Regions from separate parts of the Callithrix jacchus genome. Here region 1 is linked to region 2. The links are chromatin contacts, called in public Hi-C maps. All regions are on one chromosome and are shown on one strand. The core of a region is the stretch at or near the end of the contact, and the rest is flanking DNA. Distances in the headings are between cores, read along the strand shown.

Evidence for each region. Hi-C and Micro-C count contacts between places; a contact is called where the count stands out from the background.
Region 1: a contact with region 2 is called in a Hi-C map of induced pluripotent stem cells, with 3 times the contacts expected there. The contact joins the promoter of KCNF1 here to the enhancer-like site in region 2. A contact is called at or near these places in 2 of 3 Hi-C or Micro-C datasets (induced pluripotent stem cells and skeletal muscle).

The regions. Positions count from the first base shown.
Region 1 is chr14:104,077,751-104,081,576 of calJac240_pri, forward strand. KCNF1 (potassium voltage-gated channel modifier subfamily F member 1) reads right to left here and starts at 1,985. Exons shown (of 1, transcript XM_002758029.7): 1 at 1-1,985. The coding sequence starts at 1,493. The coding sequence ends at 9.
Region 2 is chr14:103,912,990-103,916,992 of calJac240_pri, forward strand. It overlaps the pseudogene LOC118147180. Among named protein-coding and RNA genes, the nearest start is that of CIMIP5, 11 kb to the left of the region's middle. Within about 2 kb of position 1,847, at least 2 of the 16 cell types and tissues checked have an H3K27ac peak or open chromatin away from gene starts, as enhancers often do.

The DNA of each region.
Region 1 (3,826 bases), core at 735-3,234, 160 kb after region 2:
CCCTCCTGTCACTTGCAACTCTGGAGCCGGGTCCTATGGTGCTTCTCCTCGGTCAGCAGGGGGATGAAGGTGTCGCTGTGGGAGAGCTTCAGCCGGCTGCTGCAGCTCGGCGCCTCCTTCCCCGCAGGCTCTGGAGGGAGGTTGTCCAGGTCACTGCGGGAGCCCCCAGTCTTGCCCTCGCCCCCACTGCTGGAGTTGAGCTCCATCAGCTCCAGCTCGTGCTTGGCCGCCGTCTCCAGGACGCGCTGCTTGTTGTAGTACCTGACAAAGTTGTTGATGATGGGGTGGATGGGCAGGGCAATGGCGATGACCCCACACAAGAAGCTGATGGCCGCGTTGAGCTTGCCCAGCGTCGTCTTGGGGTAGATGTCGCCGTAGCCGACGGTGGTCATGGTGATGATGGCCCACCAGAAGGACTGGGGAATGCTCTTAAATAGGGTCTCTGGGTGGCTCTGTTCCATGGTGTAGCCCAGGGCAGAGAAGACGAAGATCCCCACTGCCAGGTACATGAGCAGTAGCCCCAGTTCCTTGAAGCTGCGTTTGAGGGCGTAGGTGAGGGTCTGCAGGCCCGAGGAGTGGCGGGCCAGCTTGAAGATGCGCGCGATGCGCATGATCCGCAGCGCCTGCACGGCCTGCTGCACATTGGTCAGCTCCATCATGCGGGCACCCAGGTGCGTGAGCGTGAGGCTCACGTAGAAGGGGAGGATGGCCAGCACGTCCACGATGTTCATGAAGGACAGCGCGAAGTGCAGTTTGTTGGGAGACGAGAAGAGGCGCAACAGGTACTCCAGGGTGAACCAGCCGATGCAAGCTGTCTCCACGTTCTCCAGCGTCGGGTGCTCCACACGGTTGCCCTCGGCGTCCAGCACCTGCAGCTCGGGGATGGTGCCCATGCACATGACCACAGACGAGACAAGAATGAGCAGGAAGGAGAGCACGGCCACCACCCGCGCCGGGCACGACGACTCGGGCTTCTCCAGGAACTTCCAGACGCACTTCTGGCAGCGGCGCCAGCGGCCCTCGGCCGCGTCCACGCCCAGGTCGTCCAGGATGAGCTGCACGCGGCGCGCGATTTCCTCCAACTCCTCGCGCTTTTCGCTCAGGTGGCTCTTGCAGCAGTCGTCCAGGAACTTAAGGTCCACCTTCCAGAAGTCCATCTCGTTCTTGAAGCAGATGGGGCAGATGCCCTTCTTCATGTGGACCTCCCCGAAGTAGTACACCTCGATGACACACTTGAAGGCGTCTGGGTCCCTGTCAAAGTAGAACTCGCGCTTGCCAGGGTCGTAGTCGTCGCACAGGGAGAAGATTGTATCGTAGCCCCCCGCCAAGCAGTTGATGAGCTCCGCCAGCCGGGTCTCGGGGTACTGGCTGAGGAGGTCTCCGTACAGCACCTGCCGCACGCCCCCCACGTTGACGACTATCTCGATGTCGTCGCCGGCCGCGGAGCCCTGGCTGTCCGGCTCCGGGAGGCTGCGCTCCCCGGACCCGTCCATCCTCCCCGCGCGCGCGCCCTTTCAGCCCCGGCCCCGCGCCCCCTGCCGCCGCCGCCGCCGCCGCCGCCTCCGGGGGTCCGGCGGGTGCCACCCGTGCGCGGATCTCGGGGAGAGCCCGGCCGGCGCCCGCCTGCGGGGAAGGGCGGTCACAACGGGCAGCTGCCGGCGGGGGCGCGCCGCGGGGGAGGCATGCACCCGGCGAGGGGGCTCCGAGCGGGCATCTGGGCGCCGGGGCACGCCCGCGGGGGCTTCGGCGGCCGCCTGCCTCGCCCGGAGCACTCACCCCGGCTGGCGGGCGGCGCGCTCCGCCGCTTCAACTCCTGCAGGCGCGGGGTCTCCTCGTGGGCGGCGGGCACCGTCCTTCGCCCCGGGGCGCGCAGGCAGCCGCCGCAGGTCCCGGAGCTGACGGACCCACGCCGTCCGCGAGGTGCTCGAGGTGCGCGGAGAGCGAACTTGGGCTGGCTTTGCGCGAGCCGTTTCTAAACACAATAGGAATTCCAGCCTGACGTCAGGAGCTTTTCAAACTGTACCCTCTTCTGGTGAAATTCTGCAAGGCACGCGCGGCAGCTGCAGGGGCCGGGTTAACCCTTGGGCAGACGGGCACAGCTGCCGAGCCCGCTGCCGCCACCGCGGACCGCCCGCCCCTCCCCGGGCCCAGCGGGTCACCAAGAGGCCGCGACCGGGCTGGAAGCGGCAGGCGTTCCCTCTCGCTGCTGTTTGGAGAGGATGGGTGGGGAGAGAATGCTGCCGCCTGTTGCCGGGCAGGAGAATGTGCTCCAGGAAGCCCCTTTGTAGGCGACTCCGAGGTCCAGGTCCCTCCTCCGGTCTTAGACCCGCGCCTGCCTTTTCTTTTCAGAGGAAAATCCTGCCTGATCCTTGAAGCGTTTCCTGCCCGACCCTAACAATGTCGTGCCGTGTTGGTGTTACTGCTCCCCTTCCCGGCAAAGCTGTTCGAGGAGGACATCCAGTCCAGCCTCCCGTAGAAGGGAAGGGACTTGGCCGAGGTCACGTGGCGGAATGGGAGCAGAGCTCAGCTTGACGGCCTCCGGACCCCAAGTTTTCTGGCTGTCCCAGCAGAGGGATGCCTGTGGTTCAGCAGATTTCAATTCTGCCTTGAAGTCCCTGCTGTCTGCCACCTCCGATCTCTCTGCAGCCCCACACCAAGGCCACTAGCTTCCAGAGCCCTCGGTCCCCGTGGCTCCTGCTTCCCCGTTTCTTACTCCTCGACCAAGGCCTGTCTCTTCCTGCACAGTGTCCCACACCTTCCTCTCTTCCAGCCTTTGCAGCCACAGCTGCAAAGTCCTTCTGACCTCACTCATCTGAGCACGACAGCAGCTTGCTAACAGCATCTCTCTCCTCCGGTTCACCACCGTCATCGTCAGCATCATCCATACTGCAGATTACTGAGTATCATCTATGGCCTGGAGATTGTGTGAAAAATATTCTGGAGGGAGGGATGAATAGGTAGAGCAGAAGATTTGTAGGGCAGTGAAATGATTCCGTATGATGCCATAATGGTGGATATGTGTCATTATACGATGATCAAAATCCATAGAACGTTCGCCAGCAAGAGTGAACACTAATGCAAACTCTGGGTGCCTGACATGGGTGTCCATGTAGGGTGATCCACTGTAGGAAGCCACCCATCCTTCGTGAGATGGTGATGGGTAGGGGAAAGCTGTGGGGACAGGGAGCATGTGGGAATTCTCTGTACTTTCTGTTGAATTTTGCTCTAAAATATAAATTCTATTTATTCTTTACTTTATTTCATTTTTTTGAGATGGAGTCTAGCTCTGTCACCAGGCTGGAGTGCAATGGTGTGATCTCGGTTCACTGCAACCTCTGCCTCCTGGGTTCAAGCGATTCTCCTGCCTCAACCTCCTGAGTAGCTGGGATTACAGGTGCTCGCCACCACACCTGCTGATTTTTGTATTTTTAGTAGAGACAGGATTTCACCATGTTGGCCAGGGTGGTCTTGACCTCATGATCCTGCCACCCCGGCTTCCCAAAGTGCTGGGGTTACTGGTGTGAGCCACCGCACCCAGCCTAAAGTGTATTTAAAAATGTATTCTGTAGGCTGGGTTTTTTAAAACTTAAGGGCATGTCCGTTGATGGATTTAATTTTACTGGGTCACTGACAGTGTTCTTTTTTCTTTAATGAGTTGGAATAAAATGGAATATATTAGAATACATCACACGAAGTATTATTTAGTGAAACTTCTTTTTGCAAATTTTACTTCATTTTCATTTAGCATCAGCCATGACATGCTACTACAGAGTAAGAAATCGAGGCTCAGAAAGGTTGAGTAATCATAAGAGTTGCCACTTATTCT
Region 2 (4,003 bases), core at 597-3,096:
GCCTCGGCCTCCCGAGTAGCTGGGACTACAGATGTGTGCCACCAGGCCCAGCTAATTTTTGTATTTTTAGTAGAGATGGGGTTTCACCATGTTGGCCAGGCTGGTCTCAATCTCTCACCTCTTGGTCTGCCCACCTCTGCCTCCCAGAATGCTGGGATTTCAGGTGTGAGCCATCACGCCTAGCACACATGGTGTCCTTGCTGTGTGTGTCTTTGTCCACGTTTCTCCTTTTTTGTGAGGGCACATTCACACTGGATCTCAGCACACCCTACTCCAGTATGGCCTCGTCTGAACTCTTCACATCACAATGATCCTGGTTTCAAATAAGGTCATATTCTGAGGTGCTGGGGATTAGGACTCCGATGCAAATTTGGAGAAGCACAATTCAACCCATCACGGATTACACAGATTTGAACTCCTTATGGGATCTATTAAGGAATAGAACTGACCTTATATGGCCGGGCGTGGTGGCTCACACCTGTAATTCCAGCCCTTCGGGAGGCCAAGGTGGGTAGATCACCCGTGGTCAGGAGTTCAAGACCAGCCTGGCCAACATGGCAAAACCATGTCTTTACTAAAAATACAAAAATTAGCCAGGCATGGTGGCGTAAGCCTGTGATCCCAGCTGCGGCAGCGGCAGGAGAATGACTTGAAACCAGGAGGTGGAGGCGGCAGTGAGCCAAGATCGTGCCAGTGTACTCCAGCCTGAGGGACAGAGCCAGATTCTGTCTAGAAAAAAAAAAAAAAAGAATAAAAAGAAAAGAACAAACCTTGTATTCAGCCCTCACTGTACACCAGGCATGATTTCCAGTACTCACCTCGTCTCATTCGGTGAACAGTATTAGCTCCATTTTACGGACACGGAAAGAGAGGCTTCAAGAAGCTGAGTGTGTTGTGCAGGGACACGGCAGTGAGTGGCAGGGCTGGCCTGGGATCCGTCATGCGGCTTCTGCAGTCTGTGCTTTATTCAAACCGCAGAGCTGGGGCTGGCCTAATGCTTGACTACTCTTAAGTTTTTCCCCAGGAACTTCCTTGATAATTTTCATTAAATAGACCTTACATTTTCAATACAATTGAGCCTCTGGGAGACAAGTTACAAATTCCCTGAAAGATAATGACATTAAAACCAGCAGCTGTGCACACGGCTTTAAAAGCGTGCTTTCTCGCATTTCTCTTGTGAAGTATTGTGACAGCCCTGAGAGGTGGAGCCAATCACATGCGGATTTAGGGGCAGAAACTGGAAGACCACAACCCACCTAGACCACGCAGGCAAGAAATCTCCCCCCGGGACAAAAATCCCTTCTGATTATAGTTCCTGGTCTCTTCTTGAGTTGCTATTTGCAGAGAAAAAGCATTTCACATAAACAGTTTTCCTTCTGTTATCAAAAAGATACTACTCCATGATCTACATTTCAAAGACTCTAGATTCCTGGGAGTTGGGGAGATTTTTGGCATTGGGAACATGATCTGGAGCATATCTCTATTTTCTTTATTCTGTAACATCCCACGCGTGGGCAGCCGAATGCATTTTGGGGAAAGCAGGTCTCGTGGGTAATATTTCTGAAGATCGAAGCAGGTTGTATTTAAGTCCACGTTGGCCAAGACTGCAGCACGCTCTGGAGGCAGCAGAGGGCAGCCTGGAGCTTCGCATCCTCCCTCAGGCCCGCGGCAGCTCCCTGGCTTCACCATCCCCAGGTGCAGACAAGCCGGTGTCGAAGGTCTGAGCATGGTGGTCGCGATGGCCATTTCTGATCAAAGACAGAGAACAAATGCACTGTCCAGAGACGGTGTCTGTGGAGGAGCCCAGCTGTGGGCCTGGGGAAGCAGGTGCCCTGGCAGGAGTGACATTCTAAACCAATAGGGAGGCACAGAGGGGATGCAGGAGGTCACTTGCCATGCAGGGTGCGTGGGTCTTGGAGGTGGCAGCAGCTGTTTACCAGTGGGCAAGGAGGGGCATCTGTGCTTGAACAGCCGAAGCAACACTTACAGGCGAACACCAGCCCGAGGAGGGCCGGGCACCCAAAGCTCTGGCGTCCAGAGCCTTCCAGCTCCCACTCTGGCCTCCCGTGGCCATGGGGTTGTTAATTGTGAGCTTCTCCCAGCAAGTCAGGTCGACACTATGTCTTGCGATAACGGGTCCTCGTCTTGCCTTTGGCCTTCCCAGCCCCTCTCTGAGCCCCAGGACTTACCCATACTGCTGGTCCAGGCAGGGTGGTCCCAGCCTGCATCAGCCAGGCCTCACTCTGGAGCCAGGCTTGGTGCAAACCCGTAGCTGAACTCGCCGGCTGGCTGCAGTCTGTGATGCTTCCCTGGTGGTCTCTGACGGGCCATATGACCTCCTTCTGGAACCCAGGCTGCATGTTCAAGGAGCTGGGGGCAGCCGGGCAGAATCAGTCTCTGGTTGCCAGCATAGGGTGTCAGGCAGGGGTAATGGAGGGGGAAGCCTGGGGAGAAAGGACGGGGGTGTGGCACTGCTCTCAGGCTTGGGGCAGTTGGAGGGTGGGATTCACACCTGAATGGCTGAGGCTGGTCCTGCCCCCTCTGACCACCTGGGAGGTCAGCTTCTCCCTCCCCAGGCTCAGTTTGCACCTCTGGCCTGTGTGGTTGGCACTGTCTTTCTCTCATGGTGAGCCCCTGCCTGGCCCAGGGCCTGTCTGCCACATTGGCTGGGCAAGCAGGAGAAGCTAGGACTGAGGGACCCCGGTCCAGAGCCCACCTTTGCAGCTGCCCTGTCCTGTGGAGGCAGGAGCCGCCCCTAGCCTTGGCCTGGTCCTCTGGTGAGGCCGCAGTAGGCAGGATAAGGCTATCCAGAAAGGCCATCTGCCTGGCAGGCATTTCTTGCCCGCAGAGGCTGGGGGAAGGAATTCACCAGGAGTCCTGGAGGGAAGGCCAGGGTGACAGACAGGGGTGGCTGCTGGCTCCATCTTGCTCTGGGATCCAGGCATGTGGCAGGGCAGGGCACATGTTCTGCTGCTCTTCCAGGCCCAACTCCGCCTCATTTCCTTGAGAGACCCTTTCACCCATCCCGGCCTGTGTTTGCCCATGTCATCCTCCCTTGCAGCAGCAGGCTTGTGGCTGTGCCTACTCTGTGCCCTGGATAACGGGAATGTCTGAGTTCTAGGCTGAGGCTGAGGATTGGATGAGTTGAGCAAGGCTCCTAGCACAGTGCCTGGCACACAGTTAAATAGACGTGAAGTCATAATTACCAGGGGCATGACCCTGTCCTCAGTATGAGTGCCACAGTGGGCTGGAGACTGGCAGCCCTGCTGTGCAGGATGGTCGGGTCTCAGTGGCAGGGACTTCCTTACTTCCCTGCTAGGGAGAGAGGCTCACTGAATAGTAAGCTGGTTGCGTCTTTTCTGTCCGAGCCTCCCAGGGCAAGCTTCCTAGGGCAGTAAAGGCTTGAGCTGGAGCTTGGAGGAGTTTGCAGGTGGCTGGATTGGGGTGGGGTGGGGGGGGCAGGAGGGTGCCAGCATGCCAGGCATGGCCAAAGGTATGGAGATGGCAGAGGGATCTGGGCGGGGTGCCTGTGGCTGGAGCACCAAGTGTGTGTGGGTGGGAAGCAGGTGAAGAGAGGAAGCGCTCAGGGTCTTTGGGAGGGAACCCCCACCGTGGGAGCAGGCCAGTGGCTGGCAGGGCTAGATGGTGCAGGTGCCTCTGATGGATTTGGTCAAAGTGGACACACATGCTTCTATCAGAGGCATGTGAACCAGAGCAACTCCATCCACAGTAGGAGGCTGAGGCTTACCGGGCTGCATTCCCAGATGGTTAAAGCATTCTAAGTCACTGGATGAAATATGAGGTCAGCACAAGATCAGGTCATAACGACCTTGCTGATAAGACAGTTTGCAGGAAAGAAGCCGGCTAAAACCCACGAAAACCAAGATGACGATGAGAGTGACCTCTGGTCATCCTCGCTGCTACACTCCCACCAGTGCCATGGCAGTTTACAAATGCCACAGCAACATCAGGAGATCCAAAACGGGCAGGCATGAAAAATCCA